Linked DNA regions of Mus musculus: region 1 is linked to region 2. Evidence: chromatin contacts called from public HiChIP or PLAC-seq data. All regions are on one chromosome and are shown on one strand. The core of a region is the stretch at or near the end of the contact, and the rest is flanking DNA. Distances in the headings are between cores, read along the strand shown. Region 1 holds the start of A930004D18Rik (RIKEN cDNA A930004D18 gene). Region 2 has its middle 53 kb from the start of H2al2a.

What was found. HiChIP or PLAC-seq counts read pairs in DNA pulled down with a chosen protein or histone mark.
Region 1: an H3K27ac HiChIP or PLAC-seq map of embryonic stem cells shows a contact between it and region 2, with 10 read pairs. The contact joins the promoter of A930004D18Rik here to the enhancer-like site in region 2. A contact is called at or near these places in 3 of 39 promoter capture datasets (all in embryonic stem cells), 3 of 15 datasets of contacts at CTCF or cohesin (the G1E-ER4 cell line, the NIH/3T3 cell line and embryonic stem cells), 66 of 484 Hi-C or Micro-C datasets (B cells, the C10 cell line, the C2C12 cell line and 21 more), 21 of 115 datasets of contacts at active chromatin or transcription factors (CD8 T cells, bone marrow-derived dendritic cells, bone marrow-derived macrophages and 5 more) and 2 of 9 other capture datasets (adipose tissue and embryonic stem cells).

What each region holds. Positions count from the first base shown.
Region 1 is chr2:18,036,491-18,041,402 of GRCm38.p6, forward strand. It overlaps A930004D18Rik (RIKEN cDNA A930004D18 gene), which reads right to left and starts at 1,251. Exons shown (of 2, transcript NR_028376.1): 1 at 1,077-1,251.
Region 2 is chr2:17,941,649-17,946,294 of GRCm38.p6, forward strand. No RefSeq gene overlaps it. Among named protein-coding and RNA genes, the nearest start is that of H2al2a, 53 kb to the right of the region's middle. Within about 2 kb of position 1,398, at least 12 of the 459 cell types and tissues checked have an H3K27ac peak or open chromatin away from gene starts, as enhancers often do. A contact at or near this core is called in differentiating embryonic stem cells, embryonic stem cells and trophoblast stem cells, where this site is marked.

The DNA of each region.
Region 1 (4,912 bases), core at 1-2,500, 95 kb after region 2:
TAAACGCATGTGAACAGCAGAACCACTGGACAGTTCTAACGTTAACCAAACTCTTCCATTAAAAAAAACAAAAAACAAAAAAACCTTCCTTATTTAAAAAAAAGTGTATTAGTCTTCTTTTTAAAATCAGATAAGAAACACTTGAGCCATAAAGATGTACACTCTTAATTCTCAATCACATACTTTAAGCTTGTTTAAGAAGTCTTTTATTATTAACAGAAAAAAATAAAATTGGCTTTCTGAAGGCCAATTTGCCACATGATGTGTAACACTTGGAACAAAATTAAAAGCACCTCTGTACATTTGCATCTGGCAATGCACTCTGTGTCGGACCCATAGCCGTGTGCATGGGTGTGTATGGAATGGAGCTCTTTGGGTGTGGTGTACATGCTATTTGCCACACTCAAAGCAGAGCATCTCAGCATTTGAGGGCCAAGAGGTTGGGATGCTCTGACCCTTCATCCCAGCAAGAAAGTGCAGTAGTGACCACAGCTTCCATACTGCCTCTCTCAACTCTGCTGTAAGTCTAGCTCTTCCTTTCTTTCCACTCCAGGAGAAAGGCTTCCACCTGAGTGTGAGGGTTAGGTAGGGGGAAGAATGGGGGGAGCTAAGAGGGTGGAAAAAGAAAAAAGGGAAGACAGACAGGAAAAGGGTGAATAAGCCTGTCTATGGCAATTTCTACTATAACATACAGTTTTTAATTCAAATAGGTGTAGTGATGAAAAAATCTGAAAGCTTAGCCTTCCTTGGGACTGCATCTTTGGACCCAACGCAGAGGAAGCAAACTACCCTTTGACATTTTCCCTGCTGATGATCAGGGGATCAGGGTATTCATCTGCAAGGAGGGAAAACAGGGAACTTGAGGAGGATGAGTGTGAGTCATGCTTTTCTTCCTGGCAGATCCAGGAGTCCAGGCCCTTCCAGGGTGTTTCAGAGATTGAGGAGTTTGCCCTTTCAGCCCCTGAGCAAGCTGTAGCCTATGCATTTGTGTGACATCCAACTTTCACAGGAGAGGGGCAAGGTGGCTGCTAAGTTTGGCACAGTCCCTCTGTGCCTCACCACAGACCATCACTTACCACAGCATTGTGTTTTTTCCTGGAGCTAACCCAAAGGAGGCAAGCACTAAGGATGGAAATTCTCTTCCAGCCTTCCAGTGTCTCTGAATGCTTCTTCAGTAACTTTCCAAGAGAGTTCTGTTGAAATGGTTGGTTTGTCATCTTAGTCAAGAGGATGGTAGCCACACAAATGGCGTTTCCCTCTCTCTTCCTCCCCAGCTTCCGGCCTGGGAAGGCTTTGACAGATCTGTGAGCTCCTTGCTAAGCTGCTACTATTTTAGGGTCTAAGTCTACTGACTAAGTCTTTATCCAATAGGGTTAAACACAGACATATTGATAGCCCTGATTAGAAGAGTGGCTCCTTCTGGAGAACCTCAAAGCTTTTCTTGACTCCCAGTTCCTCCCGGGACAGAACAAGAGTCTTTTGTCTTCTTCCAGACACCTAACCTGAAGGAAGACTCAGACATGAGCTTCAAAACTGGGATATTCTAATGCACTATAAACCTAGTTTCTTTGGTGGTTTTTCTTAGGGACTTCTTTCAGACTACCTGTTTGTACACACACACACACACACACAGAGAGAGAGAGAGAGAGAGAGAGAGAGAGTCTTAATGGGCTGCAAGCTCTTCTAATTCTTGTTCAGAAGCCAATCATGTCTCTGGTCAAACTCACTGTCCTTTGCAACAGAGGACAACTGCTGTCCATCTCCCCTAGTTAGACACCAGTCTATGTGGCTAAGATCCAGGCCATAAAAACCAACCAACCATCATCCAACAAAGTATTGCTTGGCATGTATTGTAACTCTAATATCACACAGATCTAGAAATCCTGGGAGCCAAGTGTTGGCTGCTCCCTCACGAGTGAAATATTAAGTTGGGCAAAGGTTTGTGGAGCATCCACTAGCCCACTTCTAAGTGCTACTGTTAGGTCTTAGAAAAATAAGGTGAGGAGATCAGCATGAAGGGTGGTGACAGGGTTTGGCTCCACTAATTTGGGGGTCGTGTTTTTCAAAGCAACCAAGTGATCTTTAGGTAAAGCCAAATACACAGGAGGAAAGCATCCTGTTTTGAGAGAGGCAGGAAGTGTAGATGCACAGCTATAACCTGTGAGTGTGTTAATTACTCAGGAAAAGGGCTTGGGAGCCCAAGGCTTGAATTTGGTGAATTCATGCAATTTGGAGCATTCCGACTTAGTATTGATCCCTAAACTCAATTTTGAAAGCAGCCTCCACCGCAGATGTGTGGGTTGTGTTATCCCAGTATTTGTGCGCATCGATTGACTAAAATAAAATGCATCATACTCTCCGCAAAGAAGGAAGAATCAGGGACAGTCACAAGAGGAATAGCAGAAAGTGCATAGTTAATATGGGTTGTACGCCAATCCGCGAAACAAGTGCTCTAAACCCAGGGGGATTTCATGGACTAGCTAATTTGGTGAGAGCGAGAGTGCGGAAGGAAGCAGGGCCATCTAAGAAGGGAAAGGAAGATAGCTAAACACAGGGTTTCTCCCTCACTGGAATTAACATTTCCCTGTGATTTGCATCAGCTAATGTCCAAACCCTCACAGTCCACCCAAGCCAGGTTTTCTGACACCAGTGGAGGCTCAAGAAGAAATCTGCTTTTTTCTAGCTGCAGTGTCAGAGGGAAAGGTTGCAAGGCAGGCGTCAGGCTGCTTTTCCCTTGGACCCACCAGGTCCTAAGACCCTGGAAAGGCCGCGGGACCCAGCCCTGGAGGAGGCACTGTCTGCCTGCCCCTCAGCCCTCTCAGGGCCAGGAGGACCCGTGGAATTCTGTCCTCAAAAGTTCTAGAAATGAATCCAGCGCCTGCCTGGTTTTGGCCATTCAGGTCCTTGGTCCTAACTGGCTGGACGGGGACTGGGAGGTGACCGAAAAATGAGATAGGAACATTTCATCTTAGATTAAAGAAATTATTTTTCCATGTTAAACAAATAGAACCAAACTTCTCCCTCATTTCTCTCATTTTCTGAATCCCTTGCAGGTTTCTAATGAAGAGACTGTGTGTGTCACCGCTCATAAGAGAGAAAAAGAGGGAGGGAAGGAGAGAGCTCTTTAAACAAAAGACAAGGAGGCCCAAGTAGGGGCCTGGAGCCGTCCCCGGAGCCTGCTCAGCCTGAAGACCCTCCAGTTCCCCGGCTGGGCAGGCATTTCGGAGAGGGTCTGCCACCGAGGCGGAACGGGCCGGCGCTCGCGCTTCCCGCGGCTGGAGAAGAACTAGAGACAAAGCCGGGATCCAAGGCCTTCCAGCGAGGCTCCAATCAGCGCCCGCCCGGAGCTCGCTCGCCGCCGGGCGAGGCGCGACCCCCTGCGGGCTGTGACTAGGGAGGGGAGCCCAGGCCCGGACTCGGCCTTCCAGCCGCCCTGGCTAGCCCTGGCTAGCCACGTTCCCCCGGTCGCACTCAGCCAGCTGCTCTCGGGTGCTCGCGAGTTCAAAACACACTCTCTCATTAATTAAAAGCTGGGTAGTCTTGTCACTTTCTTTCCTAGCCAAGGAAGCGCCTCGAGAAGTCCCCGCAGTCCTCTTGGCCCTCGCGTGAGGCTTTGGAGGTCGAGCGGCCATTTACTGCCCTCTGATTGCGCCGAGGCCCAGGTTAGCTCATAAAGGCTTTCACACTCAACAATGGGGCTTTTCTCAACAATTAACAAGAAACAACATAATAAAGCCATTTACAAAGACCTTGCTATTTACTATAAATTAGGCACTCTTTAAGAGACCAGTGCGTAATTTCACACACTTTACAACTGGGGCTGCATTTTAAACACCAGGGAAAACAAGCTTGTTGCACTTTCCTGTGACCTATGCGCGGAGCACCTCTGTTTCCCTCTTCCCCAGGAGCAGCTTTGTTTGCATTGCTGCACTCCAACCTCCCAGCCCAGGGTGGTTTTCCAGGTCACTGTCTCACGTTTCCCGTTTCCAGGTCATCATTCCACTTGCAGATGCACTGAGAGAAGTTCCAAGGGATGGGAACCACGGAGCCAAAGCGGGCAGGCTTGGCCCCAGGTTACTCCCACGTTAGGAGCTGCCCCAGGCCTGGCTAGCGTGCTCCCTCCCCACACGCTGGGCCTTTGCTCCTGAGCCTCTTCCCAAGAGGAGATCGCAGCCATGTTGGCCCAGTCCCTTTGCCACTTGCCTCTCACAAGCGCATTTTGGAGGCCTCAAAATCCGCAAAGCGATGCAAAGATCTGGGTCCCTTTTGCCTGGAGAGGAGGAATGAGAGCAGGCAAGAAGGTGAGAAATATAGGACTGCAAGTGCAGGGATGGCGATGACTTCAGGACACACAAAAGAAGTGCAAACTGGGGGGTAAGCAGGCCAGTTTCTGATGGGCTGGGGACAAGGCCCTAGGTGGCCGACGCGCCTAGCTGTCCTCTGCTCACGGCCTTATGGCCGCTTGGACTGGAAGCTGCGCAGGACGAGCTGGGGTGCAGGCTCTTCTGCCTGGAGGAGCGAAATCGTCACACGATCAGAGGAGAGCAAGATCTAGGCGGGAAAAAAGTCACAAAGAAATATGTTTGCCACCATGCAAAATGGCGGCACTTAAACATCTTTTTTGGTGATGATGGTGGCCCTGGTCGAAGAACCCAGGGATGCTCTGGGTCAGTAAAGTGCCCAGAGCTCGGTAGCTGCGGAAAGCAACCCTGGAAACCCCGTCAGCCCTTTGCCTGCAGCCTTTGGCCGGCTCCAGAGTCCCTGGTCTCTCCTTTCAGGCACATAGGCCTGAAGCCCGCGCCAGCAGCCCCTGGCCACTGACCCCTGTTTACAAACACAGCCTGGGGGCGGGGTGGGGCCGGCCTGAGCGCGGGCTTGAGGGCTGGAAGGGAGGCTGTGTGCTGCGGAGGAC
Region 2 (4,646 bases), core at 148-2,647:
AATATCAATGAAGACATCATTCTGAAAGGTATGTACCTGACTCCTACTACAGCTGGGGTGGGGGTCACCAGAGCTTCTAGGCACAGAAGGTGTGTCAGTCTAGTCAGGCTTCCATAATATCATAGGCAGGGCATCCTACATCCTGTTAGCATTTTGTCTAAGCTCTGCCCCACAGTTATCTGGCAACAGCCTGACCCACTATAAAAGGGGCTGCTTGCCCCCTCTGCTCTCTTGCTCTTGCCTTCTTGCTCCTGCTCTGTCCTCTCGTCCCTTCCCCCCTCTCCTCATTCCTCTCCCCCTCTCTCCTCATTCCCCTCCCACTCTCTCCTCATCCCTCTCCCCCTCTCTCCTCATTCCCCTCCCCCTCTCTCCTCATCCCCCTCCCCCTCTCTCCTCATTCCCCTCCCCCTCTCTCCTCATTTCCCCTCCCCCGGCCTGCAGAGATACTCCCCTTCCCCCACACCTGACTCCACCTCCACCAAAACATACTCTCTCTCTTTATCCTTTTATAAACACAGCACATCCAATAGAAACTAATTACGCTGGAGACCGGGAATTCTGAGATCCGGCATTAGGTGAGAGCACACTTCCTGGTCGGTCCCTGGGATGTGTCTCTTTGCCGTGTCCTTATGTAATGGTAAAGAATGATGCTGCTCTCTGGGGCATAACTTATAAGGCACAACACCATTTGTGAGGGTTCCACCCAATGATGTAACCACCTCCTGAAGGCCTACCCTCTAACGCTATCACCTTGGGGGTTAAGATTTCAACTTGGGAGTTTGAGCGGAGCATACACTGCACTAGAAAAAAAGTATAAAGAGTGTGCAGGATGCCGGGCAGTGGTGGCACACACCTTTAATCCCAGCACTTGGGAGGCAGAGGCAGGCGAATTTCTGAATTCGAGGCCAGCCTGGTCTACAGAGTGAGTTCCAGGACAGCCAGGGCTACACAGTGAAACTCTGTCTCGAAAAACAAAAACCAAAAACAAACAAACAATGAAAGATTTGCTTATTTATTATGTACAGTGTTCTGTCTGCATATGTGCCTACATGCCAGAAGAGGGCGCCAGACCTCATTATAAATGGTCATAAGCTATCATGTAATTGCTGGGAATTGAACTTAGGACCTAGAGAAGAACAGTCAGTGTTCTCAACCTCTGAGCCATCTTTCCAGCCCACGTTTTGCTTTTTGTGTTTGTCAGTCTTCAAACAATGACAAAAATCTTTAGGAAATAAAATGCATACTGAGAGATTTCAGTCCATGTTCTCTTGGGCCCATTATTTCTAATCCTGTGTCTAGGCAAAAGTCAGGACAACCAGTGTAAAGATGCTCACCTTGTGGAAGCAAAGAGGGAGAGATTGATCCCTTGACGTCAACTTTCAGTACCAGGCCCCGCCCCCATGGCGTAGTTCCTTCTACTGGGCCCCACTTCCTAAAGGTTCCACACCCCAGTGGTAGCACAGGCCCTTGAGCTAGCTTCTAGGATATGAGGCTTTAAAAAAACATTTAAGATCCAAACCATGAGTGCCTGTCACATACCCTAAAAGGAACAATTGCACAGTTTCATTCTATTTTACATATGACCAGGATTTGACCTTAATGCTACCTACCCTTTATGAGTTCTGCTGTGGCCTGAATATTCATGTTCCTCTCAAATTCTTATGTTAAAATCTTAAACCCCAAAGCAACAGTATTAGAATCTTAGGGCTTTGGGAAATGATGTCAAAAGAATCTAGGAAGAAACTTTTTTGGGGGTGGGGTGGTGTTCGAGACAGGGTTTCTCTGTATAGCCCTGGCTGTCCTGGAACTCACTCTGTAGACCAGGCTGGCCTCGAACTCAGAAATCTGCCTGCCTCTGCCTCCCGAGTGCTGGGATTAAAGGCATGCGCCACCCTTTTTTAAATGAAGAGGAGATAACGATTATACTCTCTAGAAAGTAAAGATCGGTGGTTTGAAGTGTGTGCTGCTCCTGCAGAGGACTCGGGTTCACCTTGGACCATGCATGTCAGCTCCAGCGGACCACACGCCTCTGTTCTCCACAGACATCCATAATCACGTGTAGACTGTCCCACGCCACACACGAAAGCATAGATAAGGCCTTAGGCTCAATCCCAGTACAAAGACCATAAAATGAGGCCGGGAGTGTCTTACACACCTTTGATCACAGTACTCAGCAGAAAGGCAGGAGGATCTCTGTGAGTTTGAGGCCAGGCTGGTCTGCAGAGCTGGTTCCAGGACAGCCAGGGCTACACAAACAAGCTATGTCTCAAAACCAAAAGAGAAAAAAAATTTGAAGAATACTAAACCATCCTGATTTCTTGATTTTGACTTTTATTCCTCCCTGCCCCCCCCTCCCTGCCACTCCCCCCCTCCCCCCCAACACCCTCCCGGGTCTTTGAGCTGTAGTCTAAATCTGACATTTTACCTCTCTGGTCTCCTCCTGCTTTCCCCATTCTAGTATTGCATTCTACCACTGAGCTAGATCCATCAGCTCTTGTTAATGCCTTTATGATTAAATCATTTTCTTGTATTAAAATCAGATAAAGATATAAAACAAGTTCACTTTGTTCTACTTTTACATTAATTTTTTTATTATACTGTTACATCTGGATTTTGTTTTATATTGTCTAGAATTTTTCTGAAATTATTAACTGGTTTTAATAGCAGTATTAAATAAGTTTAGACTTAAATCATTTAGATGTCTTTCATCATCACTTATTAAATATTGTTATATAATTGGGTCTATCCTTCTTGTTCTATTAACCCATTAAAGTCAGTTTGTCTTTTTAATGACTGTTTTGATTAACATTATATAAGTTGTTGATGCTAGTGTAATACAAACACACTGAGTTTTAGGACACCCAGGGCTTCCCAGAGAACCTTAAAGCAGAAAAAATAAACAGGTAGGTAAATAGATAGATAGATAGATAGATAGATAGATAGATAGATAGATAGATAGACTATTCAAACAAACAACCAATTCTCTGGCTTCTTTTAACTGTCAAAGCTGGATGTGGTGACTCATATCTAATCCTAACACTCAGGAAAGTGAGATAGGGAGATGGATGAGTGTTCCAAGATAGCCTGGGCTACAGTGTGAGTGAGATAGGGAGATGGATGAGTGTTCCAAGATAGCCTGGGCTACAGTGTGAGACAATGAGACCCCGTTTGGAAGAAAGAGATGTTTGAAGGGAGGGAAGAAAGAAGGGATGAAGAGAGAATTGAATGGATATTATTACACCAAAATCTCCAAGATGCTCAGTCCAGTGAGCACAGGGATACACCTGCCTTATTTACTGTGGGCATTTCTGTTGGCCAGTCCATTAGAGTTTGTAGAGCTCCCAGTTTGATTAAACTGGGACAATTCCCAAACTATGGATAGCTTGGTTCTCAGAACTGCAGTAACTTCCCTTCTAGATCCTTGCCCTCCTCACCCTAGAAGGGAAGTATTTCAGTGTTCACTGAAGTCATGAAAAGGCTTCTTGAAGCCACACATGAGGATGTGTGCCTCTAACCTCAGCACTCAGAGGGAGACTGGGGCACTACCACAAGTTCAAAGCCAGCCTGTGCTACACAGCAAAATTGTGTTGCAAAACAAAACAAAACAAAAACCAGTTTCATGAAGGAGAGAGTATGGCATAGAAGACTCTAACTGAGCAGAAAGCCTACTAGGAAGAAAAGTGGCTTGAGTAACCCAGGCAACAAAGCCAGCCAACTGAAAGGAGAAAATGTGGATTATAGCTTAGTCCAGATGCATCCACTACGCACAAGCACAGAGACCAAGGCAGACTTCACACCAGGGAGACATTGTTGGATCATATGTGGAAAAGTGTGGAGACTGAGAACAGCTTCAGACCAAGAAGACATTGTTCACTTATAGTGCACAGGATGCCTGGCCTTCTCGTCAGCTTTTCTCTCTGGTGAGTACTTAGACAGAAATCACCCCGTGCTAGCTACCTGCTAGAACTTTCCACCTACTCTGTGCCAGACTGAAAGAATTCTAACTAAAGCCAAACTAGGAGAATAAAAAAAAAAAAAGACATATTTTACCTCCCCCACATCTATTTCCTGTCTCAGAGACTGTAAGCGTGTGCCTACTAAAATACTAAATCAAAAGCTGCAAGGCAGCCAGAAACTCTCCGCCAGAAGACTTGGGACAAAAAGGGAGGCTTGCGAACTAGGGTTCATGACATCTTCACGAGCATACATTCCCCATGTAAGTTCTACAGGAAGTCTGCCCTTTGCTTCACTGTGATGATACCATTAACCTGACAGGACTAGTAACTCCCATCATGCATTTCATGCCACCACACATCCAAAGCCTTACGTGAGGAAGAAAGGGGCCCTATTCCAGAAAACTACTCCATTCCTGTAATCCTTTACCTCTTCAAACTTATAAGCAATCCATTCAAGAGAGCTATGCAAAACTCTAGAAGCCTATATTGCCCCCCAAACGGGTTGCTTTCTGTAAGAAAACTTGCTTCCACTTCCTGACTGTTCCCTCCAAATCCTTCCTCCAACAGTAACAAGAACAGAGCAGCAAGAGCTCATGGTGGACTCTGCCTCCGGGGAACTCCCCTGACTTCCGCTCCAGCAGCAAGACCTTCGTTCACGGAGGATTCTCCTTGTACTCACAAGACAAAACT